Regions from separate parts of the Pan troglodytes genome. Here region 1 is linked to region 2. A link is a contact called in public Hi-C data. All regions are on one chromosome and are shown on one strand. Each heading gives the region's core, a stretch centred on a gene start, on an enhancer-like site or on the middle of the called end of the contact. The rest is flanking DNA. Distances are from core to core; before and after follow the strand shown. Region 1 overlaps VWC2 (von Willebrand factor C domain containing 2). Region 2 has its middle 780 kb from the start of VWC2.

Region 1 (4,162 bases), core at 68-2,567, 790 kb before region 2:
GGAAGAGAAGCAGCTCTAGAACTGGACTGCGCCATCCCCAGCCAGTCCCTTTTCCTTCCTGAGCTTCCATGTCCTCATGTTAAAAAGGGGAAGGAGGAAGTTACCTGTTGAACCCGCTGTGGTACCAATCCTCGCAGTCACTGCCTGGTCACAGGAGTGCAAAATCAAAGGTGTCTAGTGCAGCGTAAATGCACACAGTGGGAGAGGACAATCAAGCCCAATTCTGCCCCTGATTAACTGTGGGACCCTGAGCAAGTTATCTGAAACTTGTGCCTCAGTCTTTTTATCTGTAAAATGAGGATGGTTAAATTGCTGTTGGCAAAGTGCTTACAGCGGTGAGTGGCTCATGATGGACACTCCACAAGGATGAATTACAGTCGTCCGCTGGTATCCCTGGGGGACTGATTCTGGGAAACAACTCGGATACTAAAATTCAAGGATGCTCAGGTCCCTTCCAGGTGGCCCTGCATATGTGGCATCTGTGGATGTGGAGGGCCAAATGTGCTAGTAGTCATGGCAGAGAGAAGGACAGTATTTTGAAGTAACGCCTGTATATTTCTTTCTCACCAGTGTTTCCCTTTGGCCCTTCCACCACTGCATCTACACAAAGAGGCTAAGCCTTGGTTTTCTAGAGAGCAGACACAAGTAAGTAGAACAAGTAACTACATAATTGCTGTGCTTTTAAGAATCATGAGGGCCAGGCTTTCCAGGAAGACAGTGGCCATTATCAGTACTTCTTGAGCTTGATTTTTACAGACTGAGAGCCAAAGTCTGGAGGTTCAATCATAGAGTGGGAAGAATGAAAGAATGTATAACAAAGGAAGGCGAAGCATCTTCTTGTCTGGAAAGAAGGACCCAAGGGAGGAGGATGGAATGAGGGCAAAGCCAAGGGGTCAGATGCCACCACCCTGGCTTGAGTCAGCCTGGAGCTGGTGGAGGGGGCACTCAGAAAAATGGCCGTAGGTTTGGGAGATAACTCCTGAAAAGCTGAGTCACTTCCCAGAAGTGATCAGATTCCTGACTGCCCAAAAGGCTGGGATATCCCAACAGAGACAGAAACTTTAACAAGAACAACTGTTTTCAGCCATCAGCAAATATCGGGAGCCATGGAAGGAAAAGCAATGTTCTAAAGTAAGAGGACTTCCCTGTCTGCACATACCACTTTTGTTGTATTCATTTTGACCCTGTTACATGATTATTTGGATGACCTCAGATTAAGAAGTTAGTGAAAGGCATGAATGACAAAGCAGTCTCTCCGCGTAGCCCAGGACAAGCAGCCTCCCCAAATCATTGTCACAGTTCTGTCACCAGATGGCGAAAGTGCCTTTTCTAGCTGCCCAATTTATGAAAACCTGTTTCCAGCTCACACCCTTAGGGTGCATGTAGAGGCAAGTCACGAAGTCCCTTCCATTTATACAGTGTAGTCTTACTAGCTTCTGATAACCTGTAACTGTGTGATTTCAGAGCTGGAGGAAAATGCTGAAGTGATTCCTTTCAACTCTGCTTTTTATGGAGTGAAAACACACCCACAGGTCTGGTGACTTCTTGAGGCAGGTCTCTGCCTGAACTGAAGTCTGGTCATACCACAGGGCCAGTGATAGAAAATCTTCATTAATAAGTACTCAGAATCCACAGGCATCCTGGAGCGCAAGTGGCTCTGCCTGCACCTGTCAGCCCTCCTCACCACCTATAAGAAACCTGGAAAATGATGTCTTCCTTTCAGCAGTCACCTGGAACTAAACTTCGCCCCCGTCCTTGTTCAGGTTTCTTCCCTGAAACTGTCTTATCAAACTAGCACAGGACATGGCCAAATTCTCCCTCCAAACTTGACAAGCAGAAGGGCCCTTGCCACCTGGGGACTCTGGCCCTGCAGCCTGAGTCCCCGACCCCCTGAGGGCTGGCAGGTGCCCTGCCATGTGATGTCCCTTCATCAATCCAGGCAGGCACAGAAAGGCTCCCCACCTAGCTCCCTGCCCCTCTCTACTTTCTCCCTCAAAAAGAGAGCTAATTCTAATGTGAAGTGAAGTTGATCCACAAGCTACCGTCCAGCCTCCACCACAAGGATTATAGCAACAGAAACTAAGGACAGAGAGACGCTGCTGCCTGTGTCATTCAGAAAAGCATTTTTTTTCTGTTCTCTTTGTCTTTCCACTGTCTGAGAACAGATTTGCACACAAAGGGATTTAATTAATAACTGTCCCCAGAAGCTATCAGTTTCTGAGTCTCAGTAAGAAGACAACTCCACGTACCACACAATAGATTAAGAATACAGCAGCCTGACAATCTGAGGCAATATAGCTTTCTTCTCGGGCACCACAGACAACTTTTCCTTCTTTATGGCTTTAGCTTCAGGCAAGACCCTTGTCTACTAACATCTTTTAAATCCTCTCCTGAATAATTCCCTCACATTAATACAGATCAACAGGAACTTGCTAGGTCAATTATGCGGGGGAAAAACTAGTGGCAGGGTTTACACTACCTATTTACTTGGTTGCAAACAGCAGAACAGCTAGGAGGAGAATGAGAAAGACCTCCTTCTTTGCTGATGGTTCAGATCTGATGGGCAGTCTGGAATCTGCCAGCTTGCCTAACAGATACACAGTCAGAAAGGATGCAGCCAAACGTGCTGGCCGCCTGCACCCCCGCCTCTGCAAGGAGCCAAGGGGCTGTAGGGCCACCCGGAGCACCAGGGCCAGTGCAGGGAGCGGCTTCTCACTTCCCACCTGGGAAGCATGGGTGACGCTGAAATCTTTGTAGAATTATTTCGTAGATAATTGGCTCATTTATAGATTTCTAAATTAAGCCCATAAGAGAAAGAAAGTAATGTCAACTGCATCTGACCACCTGTTTGGGGAGAGAAGAAGGTTCTCTGACAAATTTTGAAAGATATTCTCTTCTTTAAAAACATTGGAAGATCAAAACCCTTTTGTTTTAGAATTAAAGAGTTACAGCTAAGTAATCCTTGGGAGAAAAACAGAGAGCTTAATTTTTACTTAATATATAAATGACTAAAATAATGTCTTCCTAAGAATAGACTTTTAAAAGACAAGTGTGACATGGGGATTAGTTCTCTCAGGGATGACAAATTCAAATTTCTTCAGGGACCAGTCAAGTAAGAAAATGAGGCCACGAACTAAGTGTGTAATAAGGAGTGGTGGGGACTGTGGCCAATGGGGGGAAATGTTAATACAATGAAACCACTATGCCTACTTCATACACACACTCACACTCACACACACACAGTCACATATACACTCACATGCACCCACACACACACACACCTACACCCACACTCACGCACACACACCCACACTCGCTCACACACTCTCACACACACACGCCCACACTCACACTCATACACACACCCACTCCCACACCTACTCTTTCACACACACTCTCCCACACTCACACACACCCACACTCACACATGCACCCACACACATGCTAACACATACAGCCACACATTCTCATACACCCATTCACACACACACTACACTCTCACTCACAATCTCACTCTCACTCACACCCAAACCTACACTCTCACACACTCTCACGCACCCACGCATACACCCACACTCACGCACCCACACGCTAACACACACTGACACACTTTCAAGCTTGCACCCACACCTCACACACACACGTTCACACACTCATGCACACACATGCACCCACACTCACATTCTCACACATGCAGGCCACACACACTCTCACACCCACACACACGCCACACACCCTCTCACACCCCCACACACATGCTCACACACATGCTCACACACTCATACCCACATATCCACTCTCACACGCACCCAGTCACACACTCACCCACACTCAAACACACCCTCACACACTCAAACCCCCACATCCACATCCACACACACATCCACACACCCCCCCACACCCATACATCCTCTTTTACACACACACACCCTCACACCCCCACACTCACAGACATACCCACACATCCACACTCACACCCACACACCCACTCACACACCCACCACTCATAAGAGTGTGGGTATGTAGGTGTGGGTGTCGCACACGCCCACACTCACACAAACTCTCTCACACACTCTCACACTTACACTCACAGTCTCACACCCACACTCACACACACTCATACACACTGTCTTACACACCCACACTCACACTGTCTCTCTCA
Region 2 (3,824 bases), core at 772-3,271:
GGGATAGCATTAGGAGATATACCTAATGTTAAATGACAAGTTAATGGGTGCAGCACACCAATATGGCACATGTATACATATGTAACAAACCTGCACATTGTGCACATGTACCCTAAAACTTAAAGTGTAATAAAAAAAGAGTATGATTGAGATAACTGACTTTTATTTTTATTTTAATTTAGAAGTCATCATATACTGTTTCCTTGAACTTCCTTCAAAAGCCAATCTTCAAGAAATTAACTGATGTTTGGTGTAATAAAGAGTTCATGGCTAACTAACATTCCCAACACTCTCTATACTATATTCTTGCAAAAAAAAAAATCAAATTTATCCTAAAAAGCATTTAGAGCTCATTTATACTGTATCTAAAATTAAAAGGATAGAGGAACATGATAAATGCCCCCATGAGAAAAATTGACTAAAACTGCCTTCTTCAAGTTTACATCATGAGAAAGTACATATAAAAGCACAGAAAGAATATATTCCTGTTTAAAAAAAATTTAACAGAAAAATTCACTGGGGTGGGCCTATATACCTTCTTATTTCTAATAAAGATATTTATTTTGATGTGAAATGTGAAAACTGGTTGGATATTAGACATTAGTAAAGATTAATTGCAGTTTTGTCAGTTGTGATAATGGCATTATGGTTGTGTTAGAAAATGTCCTCATTTTTTGTAGATGAATGTTGAATTATTTAAGAGCAAAACATTATAATACATATAATCTACCTTAAAAATTTTTAGCAATAACAATAAATAAATCCAAAAGGATAAAAGAAATATACTAAAATTTTAACAACTATAAGTTGCAGGTTGTGAGTTAACAGAGCTTCAATTATACCCTTGTCTCTAATTTTATATGGGTTTAATGTTTATAATAAATAAATATTCTTTTAAAATACTCCTGAGTGTCAAAGCAGGGTAAATGGGTACTTAGAATTCTCCTAAGTACACAATGAAACCTATGTAAAGAATGCTGCAAATCATCAATAGGTAGAATTGACTCATCCATTTCTGCCTGATCAAAATTAGCTTAGGGATTTGATTATAATTGTTAAAAGTATTTACAGTTTTTGCTGTTGAAAGTAATGGCAAAAATGGCAATACCAACCTATAGTTTTAAAGGAGAGACAAAATTATGTCATTTAGAGGAGCTTGGAAAGACAGAGATAAGGCAAGTAAGGGAGTGTGGTTACATATTTCATAAAACTAATCTTCAGAAAAATTAAGTTGATCAAAAACATAATCAGCAAAGCTCAGGCCAAGGGTTCAAATGCAGGTTAACTGGCTCCAATGTTCCTGCTGCATCCTCTTCCGTGTTCCCATTTCCCTGAAAACATCATCTTTGCACAGTTTATAGTACTACATACAGTAGTGCAGTTAGAAATAAATAGATATACACAGGAGAAAATGTGTAGTCAACACCCCAATAGTGTCAATGGGTCATTAGGACAAGCCATCTGATCCTGGGAGGGATGGCTTGAATTGGCACCCCTCTGTCTCAACAGCAATGTTGAGCTGGTTGCTTTTTAGTTATAAAACATCCTGGGATTGTTTGGGATTTTCAGAATAAAATAAATAGGATAGATATCAGAAAAGTAATGATGACTGCAAATAGACATAAATCAGAATTCCTCACACAAATAGAAATGAGTTGGCAGGAATTTGGAGTGAACCCCAAAGAAGGAACAAACCTGGATAAGAGTTCCCACCCTCTCAGGGTGTCATGCAGGTCAGGTTGAAGAGAGTGTGGCTATGACCAGCTGGATGGTAGAGGGTTTCACAGAAGTGGCCCAGGCCAAAATGGCAAGCAGAAAACCAGTCATTCGGTGACCAGCAAGACTCTGGGAAGCCATCCACTTTTTTGTACTGAAAAGTGAAACTTGCTGTGAAGCCTTTACCTGGGTGAGGACAGTTGCCGCTGGGTGCAATGCAAGGAGCTGTCAGTCAGGCACCACAGGAGCAGGATGGGGGAAGCACACCAGAACCCAGAAGACAGCATCTTCCTGGGACAGTGTCTCTCCAGCACCCTCTACTGACAATGTTTAGCATTCTGCCAGCTGTTAAAGGAGAATTGTTCACAGGGTCCAGCTCCAAGTGTCCCAAAGCAGGGCAAAGGATTTAGAGCTGAAAGGCAAAACATGGATAACTGACACACATACCAAAATGACCTAAATGATACTGCTTCAATAAAGCAGGCCTACATTATCATATTCAGTGTTAAACACTTTATCTTTCTTCTACCTCTGTGTTTAGTTTGATATCCTTGCTGAATTATCTATCACCTCCACTGTTTTACAAATCCTTTGAGAACAAAACACGTGTTATCTTAATTTTTTGCAAATATGCAGACTTCTAACCACATGAATTGTACACAGTGAGAATTCAATAAATGTTCGTAACTGTGAGGTATAATAAGCTAATGCTATACACACTTTTTAGAGTTTCCAGTGCCTTTTTTCTTACCATATAAACAGAGGAAATTATATACTAAAGCAAATGTGATTTTTCACGTAAATGTGTTTTGGAAGATTTATTTTTTAATGTTTCAATCTCATCCATTTTAGGCAAAAACTTAAAAAAAATCTGTTACTCTTACTATTTTTCAAAATTATCATGAACCAAAAAATAAAGGGGTATTGTCAACGTGATAGTCTACATAAAGTCATTAGAAGCTGCGTTAAACATTTCACTAAAGGTAAAACCTTAGTCGGGTTTGTATTTTTCCATAACAGTGTCCTGCTTTGCCCAGGACACCTTGCCCCTGCCTCAGTCCTGCAGCTCTGGTCTGGGGTCTTGCTCTTGGCAGTCACTCACGCCCTCCTGCTTCCTCCTGAGAGAAAGGGTGGGGCTGGGTGAGTTGGTGTGGTACCTCTGTGTTCTGTTGTATTGAAAAGTGTTTAGTGCCCTCTGAGAAAATCCTTATAAATTTATTACCACTCCGAATTTTCTTCAAATCTTTTAGTTACTTAAGACACTGACATCTCCTTTACCTTATCAACCTATATTCTTTTTGAGGGCAAGGCCTCTGGCTGGGATATTATATAATGAAAATTTGATTTGCAAAGTTTATTATAAATGCAATTAAATAGTAATTGTTATGAAAAGTTTTCCCAATCCTAAAGAAGTGTGACACATGTATTCTCTGCCATGATTAAGCATAGTGTACTTGGTGAATATTTGGAAGGTCTATCAGAGGAATAGGACAAACGCTGGTTTTGAAATGAGTAGACTGTGGTTTTCAAGGCAAACCCAGTTCCTTTGAAGCTCAAATTATTCATTTCTAAATGATAATAATGATAATTTATCTGTCCACTTCATCAAGATTGTGTGAATATTCATATATCTAAAGAATATGAAGTTTCACTAGTGCTGCATTCCACAAATCCAGGAACTTTTAAAAAATTATAAAAGCAAGATTATTCTAGCTCCAGAGCACCAATTTTACTAATAGTGGAAAACTTAATTTAGTCTAATCTGGTACACTTTGTCTTGTTCTGTAATTCTTAACTCAAATTCAAGTATCATTATCTCAATCACTGTCCAATTCAAAACCTGCTTCTCACGGATTTCTTCCCCTTCTCAAGGGTTTCCTCTTTTACCTCTTTTAGAGATGCTTTCATATTATGGGGCTTCTGAGTTTTGTGGGGAATAAAGTGACTGTCACAAAATGAGACTCAGAGCAGCAGCACAAGTTGCATATTTGGCTGCTGTGGTCTTTACTAGATGACCAGACTGCAGTGACAGCTACAAACAAATGAGGGACTAGAGAGGTTCCCTGGCCATCATTTGAGTCAGTCTGACATCGTGACCACTGATGTCT

Evidence for each region. A called contact is a pair of places that touch in the nucleus more often than the background predicts.
Region 1: a Hi-C map of induced pluripotent stem cells shows a contact between it and region 2, with 1.9 times the contacts expected there. The contact joins two enhancer-like sites. A contact is called at or near these places in 2 of 7 Hi-C or Micro-C datasets (induced pluripotent stem cells and stem cell-derived neural progenitor cells) and 1 of 1 datasets of contacts at active chromatin or transcription factors (stem cell-derived excitatory neurons).

The regions. Positions count from the first base shown.
Region 1 is chr6:55,616,291-55,620,452 of NHGRI_mPanTro3-v2.0_pri, reverse strand. All of the region lies in intron 1 of VWC2 (von Willebrand factor C domain containing 2), which reads right to left. Among named protein-coding and RNA genes, the nearest start is that of VWC2, 15 kb to the right of the region's middle. Within about 2 kb of position 1,317, at least 2 of the 24 cell types and tissues checked have an H3K27ac peak or open chromatin away from gene starts, as enhancers often do. A contact at or near this core is called in induced pluripotent stem cells, where this site is marked.
Region 2 is chr6:54,823,513-54,827,336 of NHGRI_mPanTro3-v2.0_pri, reverse strand. No RefSeq gene overlaps it. Among named protein-coding and RNA genes, the nearest start is that of VWC2, 780 kb to the left of the region's middle. Within about 2 kb of position 2,021, at least 1 of the 24 cell types and tissues checked has an H3K27ac peak or open chromatin away from gene starts, as enhancers often do. A contact at or near this core is called in induced pluripotent stem cells, where this site is marked.